Linked DNA regions of Sus scrofa: region 2 is linked to region 1. The links are chromatin contacts, called in public HiChIP or PLAC-seq maps. All regions are on one chromosome and are shown on one strand. Each heading gives the region's core, a stretch centred on a gene start, on an enhancer-like site or on the middle of the called end of the contact. The rest is flanking DNA. Distances are from core to core; before and after follow the strand shown. Region 1 has its middle 210 kb from the start of PFKFB3. Region 2 overlaps PFKFB3 (6-phosphofructo-2-kinase/fructose-2,6-bisphosphatase 3).

Region 1 (6,584 bases), core at 3,698-6,197:
GGTTGCTCTGTATTCCTGTTATTCAGGGGTGGGACCCATGGGACTGATTCTCTGATGGTCTTTTTTGACCCCCTATCATCCATCTCTCTGTTTTATGTGCTCTAACTTATAGGATGTTACCTCAATTGTATGTGCTAATTCTTCTATTGTTTTTTAGTTTTTGCACTCATATTTTTAATTTTCAAGGATTTTGGGGTTTTTTTTTTTTTTTTTTTTGCTATTCTTTGTACTTTTCCCAATACATTTTCTTGTTGCTTCTTTTCTCTCTCCAAAGTGAAAATTAGGGGATAGCTTCTCTTTGAGAAACTCATTACCCTTTCCCACGTAGACTCTGTTTTCTCTAAATTGTCCTCTCCCCCTGTTGATTTGATCTGGCCTCTTCCTTCTCATCAGGGATTTTCTTCAGGCGTCTGGTGATCTGTGATGGTGTCCTCATATTTTATTTATATGTATTTATGTATTTGTTTATTGTATAGATGACACTATTGCGGTCAAGTTAAGTTAGAAGGTAAAATTGTAGATAACGGCGTTGTTCTTTTTTGAAAATTAGAGTACAGTTGATTTACAGTGCTGTATCAATTTCTGCTGTACCGCAGTGACCCAGGTATACATGCATATGCACATTTTTCTTCTCATCCTGTCTTCCATCATGTTCTACCCCAAGAGGTCAGATACAGTTCCTTGTACTGTTCAGTAGGACCTCGTTGCTTATCCATTCTAAATGTAGGATTTTGCACCTGCTAACCCCAAACTCCCCGTCCATCCCACTCCCCCCCACCTTGGCAACCACAAGTCTGTTCGTTCTCTATCTTAGTGGGTCTGTTTCTCTTTGTTGAAAGGTTAATTTGTGCCACCTTTTATTTTTTAATTTTTTGTCTTTTTGTCTTTTCTAGGGCTGCACCTGCAGCATATGGAGGTTCCCTGGCTAGGGATCTAATTGGAGCTGTAGCTGCCAGCCCACACCACAGCCACAGCAACACGGGATCTGAGCTGCGTCCTACACCACAGCTCACGGCGATGCTAGATCCTTAATCCACTGAATGAGGCCAGGGATTGAACCCGACACCTCATGGTTCCTAGTCAGATTCGTTAACCATTGAGCCATGACGGGAACTCCTGTGCCATATTTTCGATTCCATAAGTGATATCATATGGTATTTGCCTTTCTCTTTCTGATTTATTTCACTTAGTATGAGAATCTCTAGTTGCATCCATGTTGCTGCAAATGATGTTATTTCACTCTTTTTATGGCTGAGTAGTATTCCATTGTATAAATGTACCACATCTGAATCCATTCATCTTGATGAACAATTAGATGGTTTCCGTATCTTGGCTCTTCTGAATGGTGCTGTAATGAACATAGGAGTACATGCATTTTTTTGAATGAAAGTTTTGTCCAGATGATACGCCCAGGAGTGGGACTGCTGGATCATATTAGTTTCGTTTTCTGAGGATATTTACTTATCATGGTTGCACCCGCGGTCTTTGGAAGTTACTGGCCGTGGACTGAATCTGAGCTGCAGCTGTGACACCACATTCTTAAGCCACTGCGCCACAGCGGGAACTCTGTCTCCTAATATTTTAGAGTGGATGCTGTAACGTTGATGGAGATAAGTGGGCGTGGATGGGCTGTGTCGAGGGAGCTTCAGGGAAGGGTGGCTCAGCTGAGTTGTGGGGTTTGGGACACCCTCTTGGCTCTCCTGCTCTTGTGTCTTCTTGGCTGGAGCAGAGCCTACAGAAAAGCTCGCCTGACCTCTTGCTGGAGGGTCAGGGCCTGAGTACCAGCTCTGAGAGCCAAAGAGGGCAAGAGGGCCAGGTGGGGAGGGTCCCAGCGTCTGTACTGAATCCGGTCACCCGTGCCTCTCGTACCCGCTACCCCCTACATGCAGGGGAAAGATGCTTTAGGACACATGGGAAAGGAAGCTGGGGCTGCTGCTTGCCTAGGACTAGCTTGTGTGTGCAGGTGCCTCTCCCCTCTCCTGTTGTTGGTGGGAGGGGTCTAGCACAGACCTGACTGATTTTGACTTTGACACATCCCATCCTTCCCCATCTGCCTCCCGGTGCGAGTTTGGAGGTCTGATCTCCAGATGAGATGTGCTTGTCTCCACACTCCGACTGCTCGTTCACAGGGCAGCCGGCTTGGAGCCCTGAACTGGACCTGTCACTTCGCCGACGGGCCCCTCCTCTCGTGGGGCATGTAAAAACGCAGGGAGGACCCAGCGTGTCATCTGCTCCTGGGTCGTCAGCTCCCGTTTCTGGCTGTGAGCAGGGCTTCCAGGGGAACTACTTTCTCACACACACGTGTGACTCACACACGTGCTACCCACAAACACAGCAGGTCATTGTCGCTGGAACACACACTGGACACTCTGTTGAATTCGTTGGATTAAAGGACGGTAGGTCAACAGCTGATCCAGGACAGAGGAAACTACAACTGAAAACCCAACCAGGGAAGGGAATCCATGCTGCTGCTAAGAACCCGGGCGATTTTATCATCTATTTTCTCAAAGCCAAGTGATGAGTGTGTCTGGGTTGGTCCGAATACTTGAGCAATTTCTTCTCCAGAAAGACATCCTTCGTGTCCTCTTTTCATGACTTTCCTGAAGGTCTCGCACATAGTAGGCCCTCAAAAATAGTTGCCACGATGTGCTGAATCCATGGCGTGAAGGTGGGTGGTGGGGACGGCTCAGCGTGGAGGTGCAGACTCCGAAGGCTGGGCAAGTGCCAGCTCCTTCTGGGGTGACTTTCACACTGAAAGCTCCATTGTGCCCGCTGCCTGCCTTGGGCCACTGACGGGCTTCTTGGCAGCCGGCTTTGCCCTGGAGTCGGCACTTGCCGTCTTCGTTCTGCTTTTGGCCCAGGGTGTCTTGAGACAGGTTGAATAACCGCCCTGGAGTCCCGCCAGAGTCACAAGACGGGGAAGGGCTAGAAGCGCAGCAGGAGGCAGGGCAAGGGGGGGTGGGGGGGGGACGGGCAAGGGGGAGGTGGGGAAGTGAGGGGTGCGAGAGGTGGCGGGGGTGGGGTGCAGGGGGTGGGATGCAGGAGGTGGGGGGCGGGGGAGTCAGAGGTGGGGGTCGGGGGAGACTGGGGTGGGGTGGGGGCGGGGGGGTGGGGGCGGTGCGGGAGATGGGGTGGGGGGTTGGGGATGTGGGGGCGGGGAGGAGGGGGGTGGGGGAAGTGGGTGGGCAGGAGTTGGGGATGTGGGGGCGGGAAGGTGGGGATGTGGGGGCGGGAAGGTGGGGATGTGGGGGCCGCGAGGTGGGGGATGTGAGAGGTGGCGGGCAGGGGAGGCGAGGGGGGAGGCGAGGGGTGGGGGAGGCAGGGACGGGGGCGGGGGGTGGCGGGAGAGCAGAGGAAGTTCAGCATCCTGGGGTTTCCGGGGCCTCCACTCTGCTCAGAGACCAGGATGAGTCGAAGCAGTTGAGACTTTGGGCAAGGCGTGCCCTTCCCGTCGGGGTTATGTGTTCCCTCCTGTCTGGCGGGTTTGTCTGGCTGTGTCCCCAAACCTACAAACACAGCTTCTCTAGGCAGAGCCTTCGTTCCTCCTGAGCAGACAGGCAGTTCCAGGGGCCCCGGGTTCAGAGTCCACGCAGCCGTGACCCGAACCGAGGCATCCGTAGTCTCCGACGTCTGCCACGGATGGAGGCTCCTGAGCTGAGGTCAGGAGAGGATCCCCCGGCTTTGGGTCGCCCTCCACCGCCCATGGAGGAAGCGAACTCGAATGCGGAGCAAGGCTGGCTGCTCCTCGGAACGAAGGGAAAAAACAGTGTCGAGGTTAAAAGCAGGAACCGGAGGCGGCCCCTCAGGTGGGACCGAGGCCGCTTGCGCACTGATTCTGTGCCCAGCTGTCCCCGCGCCTTCCGCGCTCCCAGGATCGCTTTCTTTTATCCGCGGCGCTGCTCCCGTTAGCTTGCCATGTAACCTACTTGTTTATTTGTGTATCATTTCCTGGCTTTCTCGTCTCCCACCCTTAAAGACCAGGAATCTTTGCTTTTGGGGAAGCTACGTTTTGGCTGTGTCCTCAGAATCTAGGAGGCTTGGGACCCGTAGTAGGTCCTCATGAGCTATTTGTGGAATGTGGTTAATATCCGCACCAGCCGCAACGAGATTGTCTGAAGTTACATGGTTAATATTGCAGTGCATTCAAGATAGGGCCCGCGGCGTGGTAGGTGCCACACAAGTGCAGTGACCACGTGTGTCCAGCTGGCCCAGGAAAGACCTGCCTTTGACCTGTTTCCTGGACTAATCACAAATAGTGCTCTCTCTCTCTCAGTAGGAAAAAAAAAGGGACTTGTTTTAGATGTTAACGATGTGGTTTTCCTACACATAAGTGTTTTTACTCATTTGTGTAAGAAATTTAAGAATTGCCTGCTGTGTATGAGGTGCCACGTTAGATGCTCAGAGTGGCCCCTGTAGTTCCTGCCCTCCTTGTGGCCTCTCCCTGGGCAGCTTTAAGGACATGACTAAGTAGACTTGAGCACATGGGTAATAATAATAATTAGATTTGCATCCATGTAGTTCGTTGTTTTATGAACATGTTTTTTCATTAATCAGTCTTTACAGCAACCCGACACAGTAGAAATGATGGCTCTTAGCCTTTTGCTGATGAAAAACTGGGCTTCTGACAATGACTGGTAGAGGGAGCAGAGCTCGAACGCGCTCGTCCAAGGCTCTGATTCCTGCACATTTTCCTGCTGAGTTGCAGCAGTGGCCCAGAGGGTCGACCAGATGACTGATAGTCACTGCTCTATGATCTGCAGCTCTTTTCTGATCTGTTCTTTAAACATGTGGAGATTACACGGATTAAAGGTGGGATGCACATTTTGAACTAAGAGCAAGGCAGAAGAACTGATTCTTCGGATGCCTCATCTTGCCTGATGAATGAAGTGTCTCAAGTCCAAGACAGCCCTGGGTACGGTGGCAGGAACAGTGGCAGTAGAGGCAGCTTTTCTCACGTTCCTCTGCCTCCCTCTAGAGACTCAAGTCCAGAATTACTGTCATATATTTTATGTACTATTTTATATATATGTAAAATAGTAATATGTAATGTAATATAATAGTAATATATACATATATAAATACAGCAGTGATATGTATATGTATTTATTTATTTTTGCAGTACAGTTGTTGCAAGAACACAGAGGCTACGAAAGATGCCAAGTCTTAACTTTTCCTTCCTTCCTTTTCTCCCTCTGCCTCATGCGTGGGAAGCACTATAGTGACAGCCAAGGAGACAAAGATAAAATCCTGGCTCAGGGTTTTTATCTTCCTGTTCTTTTTTCTCACTTTGGCAATCCCTCTTTGTACCAAAAACAAAAACAAAAAACCCCAAACCAAACCAAACAACAGCAACAACCACAACAACCGCCAAGGAAAGGAAGAGTGGACGTGACCACTCCTCCCAGGTCCCCCTTTCTCACGTAGGTGGCGCTCCGTGTTGTATGCGACACTCCACTGAGGGCAGGACGCCCTTTGCTCTGTGTCTGCACATTATACCCTGGCCGCTCCCCCCTTCTCTCTTCCCTCCTCCCCGCTCCTCTCCCCCCCCATCTCTCTAATCCTTCACTAAGCTTTTGTGTCTTGTGTTCGCTCTGCTCTGCCCACTAATATCCTAGGCAGGGGAGCCAGGGACACCTTCGACACACTCATCCCCGAGGGTTCCTCTCTTGCCTGAGACACCGCTCACCTCTGTGCTGGAACATTTTGTTTCCAGCAATTTGCAGAAGGCAAAACCTCCGAGGCAGAAGTGTGGTGGGAGTCGGGCTCCTCAATGCCACTGTCCTCAGACAAACACCAAGGAATGTGCTACCAGCCCCAACACGACGGCTGCCGTTGAGGCCATGCCTTCTGCTTGGAAACGAGGAAAGGAGGGAAGGGGTCGTACCGAGCATGCTTTCTTTGCAGCGGGATTCAAGGGGTTTGAGTCTACCAGCTTCTCCCCGGAGCTGCCCTGTGTCTGTGGACCGGGAGTTCCTGGATCTTCCCCAGCTGAGACTGGTGGGTCTCAGATGAAATGTTGGCCAGGCACAGAAGCAGTGCTTCTCCTCATGCTAAAGACTTGACGGAACTCGGGGAAGGTAGTCTGTGGGTATTTCACATAGAATTCAAGGTGACTCTTATCCGTGTGCCTCTTATTATTGCCGCAAGCACACTGTTCTGCAATCTGGCATTTCACCCTATAGCTGCAAGGGCTTGAATTATGTAAGTTTATTTTTGCATCTCCAGTGCTTGGGACATGGTGCTCAAGAATGGCTTGTTTGAAGAATGAATGAATGCCCTGTAAAACTCCTAGAGGAGAACATAGGCAGAACACTCACTCTCTCACATGAATCACAGCAAATTTTTTTGGATCGGTCTCCTAGAGTTATGGAAACAAAAGAAAAAATAAACAAATGGGATCTAATTAAACCTAAAAGCTTTTGCACAGCAAAGGAAACCATAAACAAAATGAAATGACAACCTATGGGAACGGGAGGAAATATTTGCAAGCGATACAACTGCCAAGGGCTCAGTCTCCAAATGTACGAATAACTTATGCAACAACAGCAAAAAAAAAACAACCCAATCAAAAAATGGGAAAAGGG
Region 2 (5,914 bases), core at 1,488-3,987, 170 kb before region 1:
GACGTATCTTAATCGTGTCATAGGAAGGCTGATCCTGACGCTTTTCAAGAAGAGTTTAGAAGTGAAAGCAGAGGCCTGACACGTGTTTGTACAGCCATGCTCGTGGCAGTGCTGTTCACAGCAGCCGCCAGGGGTCAGCAGCCCAGGTGCCCGTCGGCGGATGAATGGAGACATCCGTGCAGTGGGGTATATTATGCAGCCTTGAAAAAGGAGGGCCTCTGACACATGCATGAACCCTGAAGACAACATGCGCAGGAAAGAATGCAGCCACAAAAGGGCAAATGTATGATTCTACTGATAGAATCTGGAATTCTGAGTCAGGGAGTAGAATGGGTCACCCGGGGCTGGGGGGGGGGTACTTACTGTTGAGGGGGTGAGAGCTTCATTTGGGAAGAGGGAAATTTCTGGAGGAGGATGGCGATGGTTGTCCAGCCTGTGGATGTGCTCAGGGCCCCTGGCCTCATGCTTAGAAGTGGTTCAGTTGGTCAGTTTTAGGTTATGTCCATTTCACCAGGAGGAAACAAAGAAAAAGATAAGAGTTTGAGCCTTGGAGCCTGGCTTCGGCCCTCGGGGCTCTGCTCCCTGCAGCTCCGGCTCTATCCCACCTGTGCCTCTGGGAAGCATGAGGCTGCACCTCTATCCCTGCAGCGGGAGGGCAAGGACAGGGAGCCCTACAGGAGCCCAGCTCACATGTGGGGTGCCCTTCAGTCCTGACACCACCTCGGGGGGAAGCAGAGCCTCCCTGGTCACAAGCCCCATGCCTTCCACCCTCTGCTTGGCTCCCCAGGGCAGCGGGCCTGGCAGAGCAGCGCACTTCTGCCTGGTGGCTGGGATGGGTGATGCCGCACTGACCGCACCCCCAGATCCCTGTCCTTCCCTTGGCTCCTGCCAGGCTGAAGACGTGGAGCCTGGGTTCAAGGGGCAGTGGGAGCCAGGGGAGGAGGCAGCGAGCTGGCCCCAGGCCCTCCCTGTCTCAGCTGGCTGATGCCCAAGTGGGTGAAGTTTATGGTCTGTCCAGGGTCTGGGGCCGCAGTCAGGAGGGCAGAGGGGCCGAGTCTCCGCCAGGCAGTGCAACACCATTGCCGTGCCCTGGGGACCCCCCTCGCTCCACGGCAGGTCAGCCGGGGTGTCTGTCTGTCCCCATGGCACCACCCTGGTGACCCCAGAAAGTGTATGTGGCCAAGCCTTGCAGGGTCCAGCAGCAGATCCCTGTGTACACACGTACACATGTAAACACACACACACACACACACACACACACACACACACACACACACGTGCACCCAGGCCCATCCCTGGGTGACTTAGTCCTTAAGTTCAGCTTAAGTTGCTTAGGTTAAGGCTTAAATTCTTGAGCCACACCTGCTGCTCTCACGGGGTGGGGGGTGGGGGTGGCATGAATCCCAGTGGGTCGCCTCTTCTCTGTTGGGAGAACCGACTGTGTGGATAAATGGCTTCTCGGGGGACTTTTTCAGCCTGGGGTGACAGGCAGGAGGGGATTTTTTCCTGGGAACTACCCAGTAGTTTAGTATCCTGAGACTCTATCCCGCCTTCTTTCAGAAGGTCAACCCAGGTCTCAAAAGCAAACAAAACACACCCGACTGGGTTTCAGGGCGGCTCAGTGGCTGGTCATAAGCCCCGAGAAACAGGCTGCAGGAGCAGCAGAAACGCCAGCTCTGAGAGGCTCACTTTCTCCCCGTGGTTTGCTCTCGAATCTGCAAAACACCAACAAACCCCACGGCGATTTTGTGTGCCCCTTGCTTCCCAAGCGCGTACTCTTCGCGTCTGATCTCGGTAGAAGAACCTGTACTCAGATCCCACCCCCTCGGGGCAGCCTGCAGCTCCCCGCGGTGCAAGTTAGCATCTTTATTTGGCTAATGCGGGGCTCACTCGAGAGGCTTTTTAAAAACCTGCAAAGCCGAAACCCCAGGCAGCAGTTCTGATCGAATGGGGCTAGTGTGAGGTTTACACATCGACGTTTTGAGAATGTTCTTGCGGGTCCCTGACGCAGAGAACCAGGGATCAGTAACGTGGTTCAGGTGAAGTGATCAGTTTCCCAAGTTCACTCTTCCCCCGCCCCCGATTATCCAGCCTATCAGCCTGGATATTTCTGTCCCAAAACTCAGGACATAAAAACACCTGATTGAAACAGCCAGGGGGCCAAGCCTTGCCTTATGTCAGGCTCCCGTGGGTGAAACCCTCAGGTGACCAGGTCGTGCCTGGCGGGGGGGCGGGCTTCCTGCTGGGGTTGCCTTGCGTCTCTCATCGCCACGAGGCCCCATCCTCATTTGATCTCCTGCTGCTTTGGGAGAATTGTGGAAAGGACTGGCTTTAGCTCTCGGAGCATCGCAGGCTGGGCTGCTCCTGCAGGGGCGTGCTATGTGGATGCCGTTGGAGGGGCCCCAGCTGCGGGGGCCGTGGCCTTTGCATGACTCCGAAATGCACGTGCGATACCCAGTTTCGAGTCATGAATGAGTGATTACAGCCTGCTGCGTGTCAGCTCTTCGTTGTAGGCAAAGTTGTTCAAATTGGGCCATGTCTTCAGGGTCCCGGTGTCCCGCTGTGATGCGGGGCTGAGTGTCCTGTGCTCTGTCTCACGTGGGACGGGCTGAACTGGCACAGGGACCTCTCCCTGACGGAGAACTTTGGAAGAAGGCGCCTTTCCGTGTATGTGGTGTGTTGGCAGGTGTGACGCATTGCAGGGAGCATGGGGACGACCCTATGCAGACGTGACCTTGCTCTGTCCCCGGCTGACCCACTGCGAAGGGATTTCTTCTCCTTCTTCTTCCTTTTCTCCAGCCCTCAGTGTGGGCTAAAAAAAAAAAAAAAAAGAATCCGAAGACAGCTCATACATACTTGCTAATTTGCCAGCTGTCTGCTGCCTCCCGTTGTTTTTGCTGACTTAATAACCCACATTTGCATCAGAGGTCGGAGGAGACAGGAGAGCCTTTAGATTTTTCTCCAGAAGTTCAGGGCCAGCAAATAGGGAGAAGGGGCCAGGGAGGCAGCTCCCCAGGGAGCTGAAGCTTAGGTAGGGCCTCTTCCTCTGGTTGACACAGCGGCTTCTGGCTGCCCCTCCTGCCCGAGGTTCCCTGGCAGACCCCCACCCCGGTCCAGTCCCCTCCGCCCCCCTTTTTTTGGCCCACTGTTCAGATCCACACACATGTGTCTATTTCCTTCAAAAGGGTTTCGTTTCGGGGCCCCGTGGGCAGAGTGGTTAAGGGCGTGGACTTCCAGCTTAGCCGTCAGGCAGCTGGATTCAAGCCCCACTTGTGTGGCTTTCCTTCTCTGAAAACTAGTGACATCATTACTTACCTGAGTGAGTTGTTGAGAAAATATACGTAAAGCTTGAGCCCAGGGCTTAGCCCAGACTCAGGGCTTGGGATAAATGGTAGCTGTTTTAATAATGATTACTACTCTGATTATCGAATAGCTCTTATGGTATTGTGTTCTGGTTATTAGACAATCTTTTAAAATGTAGGAAGGCTTACACACAAAGTGACAGTGAAAATCACCTATAATTCAACCGCCGAGATCCATCATTTCTGATGTATAGAAACACCTAATGTTTTCTAGAGAATTGAGATTCCACCAGCATTAGTTTGTTTTTTTTTTTTTTTTTAGGGCTGCAGGTGTGGCACATGGAAGTTTCCAGGCTAGGGGTCAAATCAGAGCTGTTGCTGCCAGCCTACACCACAGCCACAGCCACAGCCACCCCAGATCTGAGCTGTGTCTGCAACCTACACCACAGCTCACGGCAACGCCGGATCCTTAACCCACTGAGCGAGGCGAGGGATCAAACCCACACCCTCGTGGACACTCATAAGGTTCGTTACCACTGAGCCATGACGGGAACTACACCAGCATTAGTTAAAAAAATTTTTTTGTTCGAGTATAGTTGATTTACAGTGTTGTGTTAATTTCTGCCGTATAGCAGTGATTCAGTTATACATACATATATATATTCTTTTTCATATTCTTTTCATTGTAGTTTATCACAGGATATTGAGGGTAGTTCTCTGTGCTCTACAGTAGGATCTTCTTATTTATTCTGTAGATGCAAGTTTGCACCTGCCAATCCCAAATTTCCAACTGACCCCTCCCACACCCCCTTCCCCAGGTCTGTTCCCCGTGTTCCATCAGCATTACTTTTATATGTAATTTCCTTTTTGCCGTGTTCTGCTATCAGCAGTGCACCTTATGCGTGGCTCATGGCATTGGTCAAAGAACACGCTCGCCTTGGCAGTGACACCATCCGGGTCCCGTGACTGCTGTGTCTGTGGTTTTTATCTTTTTCCTTCTTATTTCTCAGTGATGAATTCCTTCTGTTTTATCTTTTTCCCCCGTTTTTTATTATTAAAGTATAGTTGATTCACAATGTGTGCCGCTTTCTGCCGTACAGCAAAGGGACCCCGTCATACATAGGCATATATTCCCTCTCTTATAGTATCTTCCAGCAGGTTCTATCCCAAGAACCTGTGCTCTACAGCAGGACCTCACTGGCCATCCCTTCTAAATGGAACAGTTGCATCTACTAACCCCAACCCCAGTCCATCCCTCTCCCTCCCCCTCCCCCTTGTCAACCACAAGTCCGTTCTGTATGCCCTTGAGTCTGTTTCTGTTCTGTAGATAGGTTCATTTGTGCCATATTTTAGATTCCACATGTAAGTGATACCATACGGTATTTGTCCTTCTCTCTCTGACTGAGTGTGAGAATCTCTGGTTGCATCCATGTTGTTGCCAATGGCATTATTGTGTTCTTTTTTATGGCTGAGTAGTATTCCATTGTGTATTTGTATCACATGTTCTTAATCCATTTGTCTATGGTGGACATTTAGATTGTTTCCATGTCTTGGCTCTTGTGACTCATGCTGCAGTGAACATAGGGTGCATGTCACTTTCTGAATTGTAGTTTCGTCCGAATCTGTGACATGGTGCTGAGTTTCTGATGCCCTGTGGTGGGGGTGGGTCATCAGGTGGGGTCCTCTGCATTGGCTGCGTGGCTGTGGGGGTGCTTCCTGCTTGATTTGTGCACCCCAGGGACACCCTTGGAGCCGGTGCTCTGCCCCCCTCCTTTGGCACGGGCGGGGCTCTCCCCACACACCTCTATTCCCCGCCCACCCCCCGGGTGTCCTTCCAGCTCTGGAGGCAGCAATCTGGGGCAGCCCAGGCCAGGACACCATGGCTGGGGCCAGTTTCCTAAAGACCAAAGTTTTAGGAAAGAGAACCCTGCCCCTGCCCCTGCTCCCGGCTCCAGAAGGCAGACGAGAAGGGGCTCATGGATCCCCCTGGACAAGACAGCCTCTGGGAGCAGCCAGAGATCACAAGCAGCCAATCCCAGGCCCCCCACCTCGAGTGGGGCACCTTTGCTGAGTGCCTGACGTGCTGTCCCTTCAGCCCCCGTGTTCACTTAGGGTCAGGGACCGTGAGAAGGGCAGACTAGGCTGCAGATGGGATGGGCGGCAGCTTACCTGCAACTGGGGATTCCTGCCTCCCCCACCTGTCCCAGGAGGTGCAGTCAGTGGGGAGAAACATGGAAGGGGCTGGGAGGCAGACAACGGCCATGGCAGTGGAAGTAAGTCTTCAGCTTTCTGCAGCTTATGGCTAACACGGCATTTGATTTGTTTTTGGAAGAGGAAGATGAATTTTTGACAGGTGAGTTCAAGAACTGTGTTTTTAGGAGTTCCTGTTGTGGCTCAGCAGGTTAAGAACCCAACATAGCATCCATGAGGATGCAGCTTCGATCCCTGGCCTCGCTCAGGGGGTTAAGGATCCAGCGTTGCTGTGCGCGGCAGCAGAGGTCGCAGATGTGACTTGGGTCTGGCGTGGCTGTGACTGTGGTGCAGGCCGGCAGCTGCAGCTCCAACTTGACCTCTAGCCTGGGAACCTCCATATGCCACAGGGGCGGCTCTAA

The links. HiChIP or PLAC-seq counts read pairs in DNA pulled down with a chosen protein or histone mark.
Region 2: a contact with region 1 is called in an H3K27ac HiChIP or PLAC-seq map of alveolar macrophages. The contact joins two enhancer-like sites. A contact is called at or near these places in 1 of 5 promoter capture datasets (liver), 18 of 47 Hi-C or Micro-C datasets (alveolar macrophages, blood, embryonic fibroblasts and 11 more) and 2 of 2 datasets of contacts at active chromatin or transcription factors (alveolar macrophages and skeletal muscle).

The regions. Positions count from the first base shown.
Region 1 is chr10:64,648,069-64,654,652 of Sscrofa11.1, reverse strand. No RefSeq gene overlaps it. Among named protein-coding and RNA genes, the nearest start is that of PFKFB3, 210 kb to the left of the region's middle. Within about 2 kb of position 4,947, at least 6 of the 83 cell types and tissues checked have an H3K27ac peak or open chromatin away from gene starts, as enhancers often do. A contact at or near this core is called in alveolar macrophages and omental adipose tissue, where this site is marked.
Region 2 is chr10:64,816,529-64,822,442 of Sscrofa11.1, reverse strand. The region is part of intron 1 of PFKFB3 (6-phosphofructo-2-kinase/fructose-2,6-bisphosphatase 3); the gene reads left to right. Among named protein-coding and RNA genes, the nearest start is that of PFKFB3, 40 kb to the left of the region's middle. Within about 2 kb of position 2,737, at least 18 of the 83 cell types and tissues checked have an H3K27ac peak or open chromatin away from gene starts, as enhancers often do. A contact at or near this core is called in alveolar macrophages and omental adipose tissue, where this site is marked.